Linked DNA regions of Clupea harengus: region 2 is linked to region 1. Evidence: chromatin contacts called from public Hi-C data. All regions are on one chromosome and are shown on one strand. The core of a region is the stretch at or near the end of the contact, and the rest is flanking DNA. Distances in the headings are between cores, read along the strand shown.

Evidence for each region. A called contact is a pair of places that touch in the nucleus more often than the background predicts.
Region 2: a Hi-C map of muscle shows a contact between it and region 1, with 5 times the contacts expected there. The contact joins the promoter of mctp2a here to the promoter of ttc23 in region 1. A contact is called at or near these places in 2 of 2 Hi-C or Micro-C datasets (head and muscle).

The regions. Positions count from the first base shown.
Region 1 is chr3:6,763,601-6,769,347 of Ch_v2.0.2, reverse strand. It overlaps ttc23 (tetratricopeptide repeat protein 23), which reads left to right and starts at 2,073. Exons shown (of 11, transcript XM_031564414.1): 1 at 2,073-2,303; 2 at 2,483-2,642; 3 at 2,834-2,957; 4 at 3,516-3,672; 5 at 4,001-4,126. The coding sequence starts at 2,248.
Region 2 is chr3:6,899,700-6,905,677 of Ch_v2.0.2, reverse strand. It overlaps mctp2a (multiple C2 and transmembrane domain-containing protein 2), which reads right to left and starts at 3,711. Exons shown (of 24, transcript XM_031564419.2): 1 at 2,982-3,711; 2 at 1-872. The coding sequence starts at 807. It overlaps mef2aa (myocyte enhancer factor 2aa), which reads right to left. Exons shown (of 12, transcript XM_031564421.2): 12 at 3,808-5,978.

The sequences.
Region 1 (5,747 bases), core at 824-3,323:
ATATGGCACTGTGTTGCATTTTTTACCATCTGAAGTGTTAAGTCCTGGAGTAAGCCTACACTTTTCTGCCACAAGCCCAAATTATTCTTCTCCCTTTTTCTTTTTTTCCACGGATGTCCGTTTAAATTTGAAGCATTCTAATGAATATGTGTATGGACTTATGCAGAAGGCCTACATGTGCTACATAAAGGTTTAACATGTTTAAGCCTTAACTTAAACAGCGATAAGTCATGGCTTACGCAGATGCCGTTAAACAAGAAGAAATGTAAAATTCTGTCATGAGTGTGGTGAGTATACACTTATGAGTACTGATACTAGAGTGGAAATGGCCCCAGTCCGGTGGGGATCATTCAGAACTGCACCACATAAGGACCAGATCTGTCCCCTAGTCAGTCACTACCTGGGGAGGCCCCCTCACATCTGTGACACATGCAGTCTGTTAGAGGCATTGTAATGAATGGGACAAGAACACGAGAGAAACAGGCCACTATATCAAATACTTAGCAGGCGCACAAACAGCTGCAGACTCAATTACTCTAAACAATCCATCATCCATCAGTAAATACGAATGAGTCTGTTAGAGGGTACATGCAGGCAACACAGTGGCAAAAAGAAGCTCAAATGGTACTTTACTGCCACCTATTGGTCCTCTGAATGCATAGAGAAAGTGACCTTCCTTCTCAGTGTCAATTGCTTATATGTGCATGGTCTTTTCAACAGCGCATTGTAAAATTAGCTAATGGAAAACAACTATTTATCTTTTCAAATGGAACTTTTTCAGCAAGTAGTAAGTGTATTATGAATATTGGTATAACTATATAGTGGACGGATAGCCATATTTATTCACCTTTCAAGTGATATGATACTGCGTTTCTGCGCTTATTATATTCTGCAGGTCCCTTCAAACTCGATTTATAAGCCTTCTATCGGTGAAAAACGGTGTGCAGTGATCCACCTCACTGAGCACTTTTTGCTATCTTGTGCCAACAACAATGAGTTGGAGGTGATAATTGACTGGAGCTTCACCAAGCGCGGCCACAGACAAGCCTCAGACATTGCAAAAGGCGGAATTTGGCCAATCCAGACGGAGAATTACGCCGGCCTTAGGAGTCTGGCAAGTGATGATGGATAGATATTCTTCTAACAAGATTTCCACTTGGCTGGAGAGGACTTTTATTAAATGTCTCAATTGGAAAATGATAGCCTCTTCCTGACGTGAGATAAATACACTGTGGTCGGTGTGTATTCATGCGCCTGGGCCAATTGAGTATAAACTCGTAAAATTCCCTCTAACCAGAGAGTAATGGTGTAATAAGTATTGCCATCCCCCTTCCTCCCTAATGCCCTTCGATGATTCCCTCTCAAATAAAGGGTTTATGAGCTGCTAAGTCCACTGAAAGGCAAGCAGTTTTATTCATCTTATTTATGGTTTAAATATGTGATTATCCAAGAAGCCTTTACATTACTTGAGGCTGTTAGTCTACGTCTGAGGGCTCGGAGGTAAATTAAAAAAGAGAAAATGACAGTGGGGGAGAGCAATCCTTAAATTGCATTTAACCAACACTACAGCTTCCAGCTACAGGGCAAATGTCGTCCGAATCCATTCCAGTCTCATCCACACACATACATACATACACACACACCCCTCAATACAAAACCAAGATTGTTATTATTAAATTCAGCAAATGTATACACCGCACATGTCCGTCACAGCCTACACTCTGACAGCAACCAGTTCATTTGTGTTTGCGTCATTTGTGTTGGTCTAACTATTACGCGAGTTGAAGAACTCTGACTCACTGACTGACGAACACCTGATCTCAAAAGCCCCAGCTGGAATGTCTGTTGAATGGTTTAAACCGTAAATTGCATAGGCCTATCACGATAAGCCTACTAGGCTACTTGTCATGGCGCCTTCAACGTCTCTGGAGGGTATGGTTCTTGAACAAGCCCCACAGTTATGTGCAGTGGTCATGTGACCTGGTCAGATGGAGGTAGAACACCAATCGCAATCTTTGTTGACATCTTCTGATGTTGGTTACAGTTGCAGGAAAGTGCACACACTTCACTATCAACCAGAACGACTACAACTCTCTGCGGACATAAAATGCCTGAAATGCCATACCGTGTGGAATTTTTAGTACGGCACTATACTGGGGATATTCTTTATCTTTGATAATAATTAAATCCAGACCGAAAAAGCGTCAGTTCAAATAACCACTTAGACTTCGTTTCTTTTTTGTATCAATGAACGAGCGTCTATTAAATTCAATAGCTGGCCGTTGGAGTGGAAGAATAAAATCGTACGTAATCCCATTGTGTTTCTTGCCAAATCTTCTCCTTTATGTCAGTGCATGTCACACTCAGACAAGTACTTTCTACTTTAAAATAGTTTTACATTAGAAGACAGGTATTCTCCTAACTCATTTAGCTTTTCATTAGACAACTAGATAACAATTCTTGATTGTGGATTGTCCGGCAGCATTGGCAGCAGTAGCGGGAGCTCTGGAGAATCTCTGCGGGGTGAAGGAGGGCTGTGTCTCTCACAGAGGTCAGGCAAAATGGTTTCTTCAGAGATGACCACAGAGCAGAAGTTAGCACAGTGCACCAGACGAGTACAAGACCTCGCTGACAGCGAGCAGGTAGGACAGAGTTGTAAACGTACTTGTTTAGAACGATTTTTTTTTATTTTTTACTTCTGTTGAAATTGTATTATACAACTTACAGCATAATGTGTTTCTGACTACCTTTTTTTCTTTTTACAGTCATTACTCACTGATCAGTGCCGCTCATGTTGAATGTGTCATTGTGTGCCCTTTCTCCCTCTTCTCAGTTTGATGCTTGCATCCAAGAGACAGTGCGGCTTGTGGCCCTCAGTCGACTAGTGTATGGAGACGGACACTTTACAATAGCTCAGGCCTATGCCAGACTAGCCAAAGCATACCTAAAGTTCAAAGGTGATACTCCCCCTTCTTTTTTGATTACCTTACAAATGTAATGATTATGAAAAACAACAAACGAACTTCGTTTTGTGTTGTAAAACTACTTTTACTACTTGTTAGCATGTAGTACCTCATCAAATAAAAAAAATATGAAAAAATCCCTCTTTTCCTTAAAGAGAAATAAGGAGAAATAATCAAAAATGCTCCAAATCCCTACAAAGTAATCTCACACTTCCACTCATATTTAAAAAATCACACAATATGCTTTACAGCAAACGATCACATAATGTATCAGTTAACATGAACAAGATACTGACTTTGGCGATGTAAGACCATGGATGCACATGCCATTGTAGACTCACTTTTAGTCTTTGGGAACTTTAGCGCTAATAGCAGACTATATGGTCTTGGTTTACATATGGTACAGAGTTGCCTTGTTAATGTGGTATTTTACATAGCAGCCAGTATTCTATGCAAATATATATTTTTAAAATTGCTCAAAAACCTCACACAGCATGCATGTGACAGCAGGCTGTAATGTTTTGTGTTTTGTGTCTTGTGTCGGTTCCCCAGGATGGGCGCCTCAGGCCCATGAGCACGCCTCCAGAGCTCACTCCCTCCTGCCCCTCTCCTTCCCCCCTTCCACCCCCCAGGAGGAGCTGGTTGCCAGGCTAAGCTGCATACTCAGTATCTACCAGACCCAGGGAGGAGCAGCCCTGCTCCTGGGAAAATATCCTTTGGAGTCTTTGGAGCAGAACACTGGAGACTAGAAGCTGCAGTAGTAGTGTAATGGCTAATTTGACAGATTAGTCTAGAAGTCTAGACATTGTTGTATTTCCCCAAAGTATAATGATTTTATATGAATGTTCTTGTATGCAATAATCAAAGTGAGCTGAAAGAATACACAAAGACTGTGTTTTTACCTTACTGAAAGTTTATACTCATTCTCAATATTCGAAGAAATAGATTTCTGGCCACTTTAAATGAACAGTAGCCTCTAGGAAGAATTGAAGGTGTTTCGTGAGATCAAAACAGGAAAAGCCCTTGACTGTATATACCCCTGTAGAAGCCGAGTCCTTTTTCATGAAGGCAGAGGGAATCTTGGGAGACCTACGGGAGCTGGGAGGGGTCAGTCCAGAGGAACGCACTGAAACTGAGTTTGAAATTTCCACAAACTTATCAAGGTACCTCAATACAGACATGCCTAAGGTTTATCAAGAACAAATCCACAATTACAATCACACGCATGTGTGTGTGTGTCTGTGTGTGTGTGAGATTTAATTTTGCTGAGTCACGATGCTGAGTCACGAAGGTTGACATTCTTCTAACATTGACTCCTACTTTTAAATCAAACGAGCGAGGGACCTTCTTGCACTGGTTACTTGATGCCTCACCGTGTATCACATGCTTTGCTCTATTTATTTCTTCTGATCACAGCCGTATCGTGTTCAGGTTCAGCCCCAAATATGTTGGCACGTGGTCAAGGATATGTTGCAATATATACTCGCTGATTAAGACAGCGTTGGCCATTTTATTCAGCATTATGCCGCATCTTTATTCAACTCTGATGCTAAATGGAGACACATGGTGCTGGCAGCAGTCCAGTATGCAGCTAATTGCTCAAAGATCCCTCAAGTCTCAAAACTTTTCCATTGTAAACAGAGAAAGAGCACCTTTTAGCCTCAAGGGGGCGCCCTAGACTCAGAAATACATTGATTTTGCACAGAGCACATCCAGACTGGAAGGAGGTGGGTGTGGTGTATCAGGGACTCGTTGACCCCTTTCATTTCTCTTTATGTTAAGTACATCAGCACAGACACAAAATGGCTCCTGTTAATTATCCTTACATGTTAAAGGCCCTTATGGTGTGTGGTGGTGCATACATTGAGGTCATTCTGTAGAGATGAGAGGAATCGGGCTGCCCTCTCACTGCTCTTGGGGGCAGTGCTGTAGGGGCAGAATGGGGGCTGGGTGGGGTGAGGGCAGATGTGCGCAGCTGCAGAGGAGCGGCTGTGGGAGGGGTCTCTGCCCGCCTCCTTCGCTCATGCTCAGTGAAGGAGAAACGCTCCAGCAACCCTTTCCTTCCTCACACAATCATACATGAAAGCACACACACTCACACACACACACACACACACACACACACACACACACACACACACACACACACATTTAAATTATTTATTTGAATCCACCAATCATATTCTGTACAGAAAGGATTCAAACATTTCTCAGAGGTTGAATACAGCTTAGTGACTCATGGGTACAAGAAACATCTCCTACGCCAAACAGCAAGACTACCTATAACAGCTGATACAGAGCAGAACTTTGCTAGTTGTTTTGATTGTCTCTTACTAAGTCCTGCCAGTCGTAGCCCACTGACCGAAAGCTTATGGACATGCCCCAGGCTTCCAAATATCAATACTACCATCTTACATGTATAGCCTAGGTCTCTCATCTTAGCAACAATGGGCTGGTATTTGGTCAACTTGTCAAGGAAGGCTATGTCCATATAGAGGTCATAAACACAGGCTACCTCAAGGACTACTACCTCCCTTTTAACCTTGTCCAAGAAAACAACATCAGGGGTGTTAGGGATGTTGCAGAACACATCATCAGAGCTGTTAAACCAATCTGGCATTATACGGGAGTGTTTGTACATTGACACATTGGGGGGGAATACTCCCTTAACAGTATTAGAAATGAGGTCGACAATGCGGTCATGGCGTGCAGTATAAAGCACTTTGTACTTATTGCAGCCATTAACAATATGAGCAATGGATTCTAAATATTGGTTGGGATTAG
Region 2 (5,978 bases), core at 2,462-4,961, 130 kb before region 1:
GATGAACATCTCTCTGGACATGGGCGTCATTGGTTCCATCATGGCCATAAGGTCGTTATCCATATCCATTTGCTCCTCCGAGGGTGAGCTGTTGCCCGACTCTGTGGTACTCGCGCAGGACATCTCTGAGGGCAGAGAGAGTGAGTCTGGTGCGTTGACCTTCCTGGCCACTGGAGTTGTTTTCTTCTCTGAGGAAACGGATATGGCTTTTGGCGCGGCGGGTCTTTCTGCAGGAGCTGGCACTGGGTTAGCCTGGAAGAAGTGCCTCTCAGCAGGTACAGGTGGCCTTATGAGAGGAGCACTATGCACTCTGTATGGAGCTCCTCCCACCCTCTCAGTCTGACCACTCGCCTCCTCCACCAGAAACGGGGAAGTTCCCGCATGTGAGTCGACCTCCATCACTCTCTTTGGAGAGACACAGACGTCCGGGTCAGCCACTTTCTCCGTGGGAAAGCTGGCATGGGGCGGCGAGGCCAACCTGGTGTAGAAGGGGGTGTCGGGAATGGAGGAGTGCTCTGAAAACGTCGGGCTGGATGAGCCGCTCTCGGCCACGGATTGGCAATAAGGGCTGCTGGAACCAGCAAAGAACATGGAGTCATCGCACGGCGACTGGAGAATAGGGTGCTGGGACGAAAGCTGATGTGAGGCCGCAAATCGGAGGTCGGGCACGGAGATGCTCCGACGATACTTCAGATGCGTCTTCTTGTCCTTCCCGGGACCCTTCTTGCCCATCTTTATGTTGCTTAACTGGGCTTTGGTCTTGGCCCGAAAGTTGGACCACGCGGTCTTCTTCTTGATGGGCTCCATACTGATGGAGGGGATGGGATCTTGCTGAATGTGATGTGCAAGACTTTTCACATTGAAATCTGTACCTAAAACAGGATACAAATAAGGCAAAAACATATAATTAAAGACACAACAAAATTAGGTGTGGATCTATTACAATTATTATATACCCATTTAAAATAAGATTCACACTTTACTAAGCACAAACCTGTTTCTGTGGCCTGCCTACAACACGCAACATACCTAATGACCGGTTCTAGAGCTGTGCCTCACTGTACATCAACAGTCATCCAAGAAGGCAAGGAATGATGAAAATGAGGAAATGCTCTGAGGATATAAAATAGTTGGCCCTAATCTTATTGACAGGCAAGTCCGTCGCGCATGAGCTAAAGCTATTGTGTGGTATATGGGAGCATTGCACTGACTACCAATATTTGTCCATAAGATCTTGCACATGGTTAGGAAAACGATTTGACCAAGTTATTAAAATTAGCTTTAGTTCATGCACGGCCGACCGCTTTGCTTGTTGCCGGTAACCTGTCAATGAAGTTAGGGCCCAGTGTCAGAGTATACAAAAGGAATGTTCTCTTGCAAGATACAGGATCAGAAAAAGGGTATGGGGTGACATAATATCATTTAGCACTAAGTTTACATTTGGCAAGGAAGATAGCCTAAAGCCTCAGTTGAAAGTTTTTTTTTGTGAGAGTGAGGGTGAGGGACAGAGAGAGAGAGAGAGAGAGAGAGAGAGAGAGAGAGAGAGAGAGAGAGAGAGAGAAACTGTTCCTTCCATTGTATGATGAAAGGCTAGTCTTTTGTAAATAGCTGTGTCGCTGCTGTTATCTGTATGGTTTCACACATTTGGAGTTGACTGGGGGGGGGGGGGGGCTTGGGGGTGTTAGACAAATGCAAAGAAGCAAACTGGACACACCGGTCTTTGCCACAGGTTTTGTAACAAACATGACAGGAAATATTAATTTTGTACTAACCTAAATAAAGCCTCCAAATGTAACAGAGGCTTGAATTGTGTATACAATTATTATAGTTAATGAAGTACAGAGCAAATTTCTGCTTGGACAGATACTGTGCATACTATGTTTCCCGTTGTGTACTAGTCAAAGGGGACAAATGCAGTGCAAGCAACAAATAGTGCTGTTTATGTGCTATGTTGGTGAAATGTGGCAACAAAAAACAGGAACCATTTTTCTTTGGAAACAGACTGACTGACTGTAGACATGTGAAGTAAGTGAAAACTCAAAATGTGTTGCAGAATAATTTTCTATAGGCCCACAACATGTTGAGAGTACTCCCACTGCCTTTTTAAAATGTCCCTGAAGTAAATCATGCAATTTAAATGAGATTCACTGTCACTGTCAGTTGTGTTGTCTGTGATGTAGTTAAGCTAAACACAAATACCAGCACAGAAAAAGAATGGCCTTGCTTACTGAAAAATATTTAATAAATATTAACTTTAGAAATATGTATTTATTTGAACTGCATCTACGTTTGTGGTGACCTGATGACAAATTACCTATAATCTACACCAGTGTTCACTTTCTGCAAGGGTACCACTCTGGCATTTCGACCTAATTGACTCTCGTATCATATTAGTTCACATCATTTTGAAAAACTCCCCATGAAGCAGCATCTGTTTCTGATTTTGAAATAGATCAACCATATGTAATGTCCAGTGAATCTTCTGGGGCAGCTCTGAAGAGGTGGTGTAAAATTGCCCTCACTTCAACCGGAGCGACCGTATGTTAGTGGACCATCAGGAAATACCAGTGTAGTTAGCCATCTTCTCTCTAAGTAGAATCCAGACACTTGCTCACACATAATCCTAGATAAATCTCACACTGCCGAAGCACTTACTCTCACACTTCATTTTTGAAAAGTTGAATGTGTCGTTGTTGTACAAATTAACTTGTATCCTAACTGGAGATGTGCTTCAGAATTATAGATTTGTTATAAATCATCGGTTTCATGGCAACACGTAGTGTTATGAACTTTAGCAATGGTTACATGTGAAATACTCGTTGACCCAATTCTATTTGCCCTGTGAAATTATAGTTTGAATTGCATAGGCAGTGCCAATGTGTATCCTAACCTAATATCTAAGTATGTAGACTGAGTTGAACATGAGCAAGATACTTATAATTAATGAACACACAAAGAAATAGCCTTTTCGGTGAACTTACCTCCTTTTCTGTTAAATTAATTCCAAGATGTCCTCGGCGATAACCAATGTTGACTATCTCACCTGTTCTGATACATCTGGAGCATCTGTACTATGTGACTGCCTGTCGACTTCCTCGTGTGACAAGTTTCAGTCCACAGGTGATAGGGCGGGGTGAGAGTGCTACGGCCGTTTAATGGCCTAACAAGTACACTGAAGAGAACATTCTGGTTGTCGTAGGTTTCGATTTAATGATGAGACGACAGTATTCGTAAAGTAATATAATCTAATTGCTACCTTGACTGGAAGAGCAAATTATACTATTATTATATTATATTATATACAAATTATTATATTAATCACATAATCACAAAATTGTTTGTAATTTAACATCTTTGAGCAATGACTTGTAAGACCGTGATGATAGGTCGAAGAATATGATGGGTTATAGTGTGATCATAAGCTACACTTCAAGAAAATACCATTTTAACATCCTATGCGACAGACCAGCATACTTAGGAGACCAAGGTGGGCCAGATATCTCTAGCTCCATCTGCCGGACACTTTAATTATCATCCAGAATGTGGCACCTGACACTTTATTCAGTATTTTACTTCGAAATTTACTTCTTTATCATAGATACAACTCTGTAGTCTAATATTCATCGTCATATGTTACATTTTTATAGTCAAATGAATGTCTACACCTGGCAAAAAATGTGTCAGTGAGTTTTAGAGAAACAAATGTGATTATGTGTTTCACTGTATTTCACTAGGCTTACTGTATATGACAGAAGTAAACTTAAAAGCTGCAGCCTCACTCCAGCATGAAGGCACATAGAATTATCATTTGGGAGTACATTGATATTTTAATTGAGCTGACAGGTTCTGTTATTGGGGACTTCACATGTTGGACGTCACAAAGTCTTATCAGATTCAGAATTGCTCACTTCAGTTTGTACAGAATAAGCGAGAGGACCTATATTACACAGTAAAAGCCAATATCTTTACTTTAGTGAATGCAGAATACAAATTTGTACAACAATCTCTAGCATAATATCTTAGTCATTCGATAAAAAGTTCACTAGAATATTTATTGTATAGTGAAGATAAAACAACACATTCAAGGGAAATATAATGCAGATTAACTTAAAATTCTCTCTTGATTTTTTTTTTTCTGAAACATGTTGTTTCACTCATGGCAACAAAGTCCAGCTTGTGCCGCCAAACGGTTTGAGCAGACAAACCGCAAACAGCTTCTTGAAGTGAACTAGTAACTACAAACAATTACCAAATACATAGTTCTGTTTTAGAAAAGCCATTAAGCAAAGCAGTGTACTCTTGCACAGCAAAGTGAAGAAAGTCATCTACAAACAGTCCTTCATCCTCGTTTTTCCTCATATCCCTTCCTTTCACATTTAAACAGTTGTGTATGATATCTGACACAGCACACAGAGCGAAGGAGCATTGGGGTCTCTTTAGATTTGCTATGTATTTCCTGTGGTGTGGAGCATACTAGTCTGACAGCGCCAAAAAGCTTTTGTGGAACAATGATAAAATGAGGGCATCCTTAGACTGATTTTCCTGCCACATGTGATTAATTCTAATTCATGTCACCAGTTTCTTTGGAATAAGGCCATCCATTGACTGTGCATTTATGATGAAACTAGAGAAAGTCCCTGATCCCCAATTGAGAATTTTGTGCATAGTGAGTGTGTGAGTCACTGTGTGTGTGTGTGTGTAAGTGCGTGCGTGCGTGTGCGTGCGTGTGTGTGTGCTCATGCGTGTGTGTGTACGCGTGCGTGTGTGTGTGTGTATGTGTGTGAGGAACAACAGGAGCAAACTGCTGTGGTGATATGATATTAATAGTGCCATTAAGCCATACCATACGCTATGGCATTATTGCTTTAGTACATAAAAAGGCTTTGATTGTGTTGATCGGATTGATGAAGTCTCCAAAAATATTGACTCGATAAGTAAAAATTCATATGGCCTGACGTCTGAACATTTCCTTGGGGCAAATCTACAGCTACTGATTAAAAGGCTCACATCAATACAATTTAAATGCTGAGGTGACTATACAAATTGTTGCCATCTGTATGGTATATGATATGATATTTCTGCCAATGAAAAGATGTAAGCACTTAAGGGAAAGAGGTTAACAGTCATATTTTCCCACTGTTCAATGCCTGAGCATGTATACTACATACAGTTAAGGAAGAGAGAGACATAACTTCAGAAAAGCCAGGGCAGCCTATGGGCTTGTATTTTGTCTGAGGACTGCATAGATCAATATCAGCTAATGGCAAGCTGTCCGCACAGCTCACTGTTTAGTTTTGTTTGTGAGGACAGAGAAGGGAGGTATATACTATATCTGGCTATGGCATCACACACAGAAATAGATAGGAAATGTAAAGAGAGACTCCTTTTGTTTACAGCAAACTTTTGTTTTGTTTGTTTCACAATAAAAACTTGTGCAATCCAGCAGTGAGATCATGTCAAGTCTGTCATCATTTGTCTAGGTCTCTGACTGTAGCTGCTGAATCTTCTGACTCTTTCCCCCCTGGTCGAGTAGCGGGCATGGGCCATAGCAGCTCACTCTGGACACCCATCCGGCCCTGAACAGGCGCAGGCTCGGCTGAACCACGCCGGATCAGGACTGAATCCGGTTCAGGGTTCACTGATATGCGGAGGGATGGATGGATGGGGGCGAGAAACGATGCAAGCAGGGGACCAGCTTAACCAAAGCTGGATGCATGGAGTGAAGAGAAACATACTCGTAGTGAGGAACACGAAAGCCAAACACTGCAGCCTGCTAGGGAGTAGAAAGACCTCCCATGTTCTAGTGCTACAGAATGCATTGTTTTTTTTTGTATGCGGGAGATGCTGTGGAACAACTTTTTTTGATACCTATTGGTCATCAAGGGAATTTGATGCAGATGACAGTCTAATGAGCCAAATTTGCAAAATAAAATAAAGGAAAAAATGTGTCCTGTACATATTGTATGCAGATAGTTACA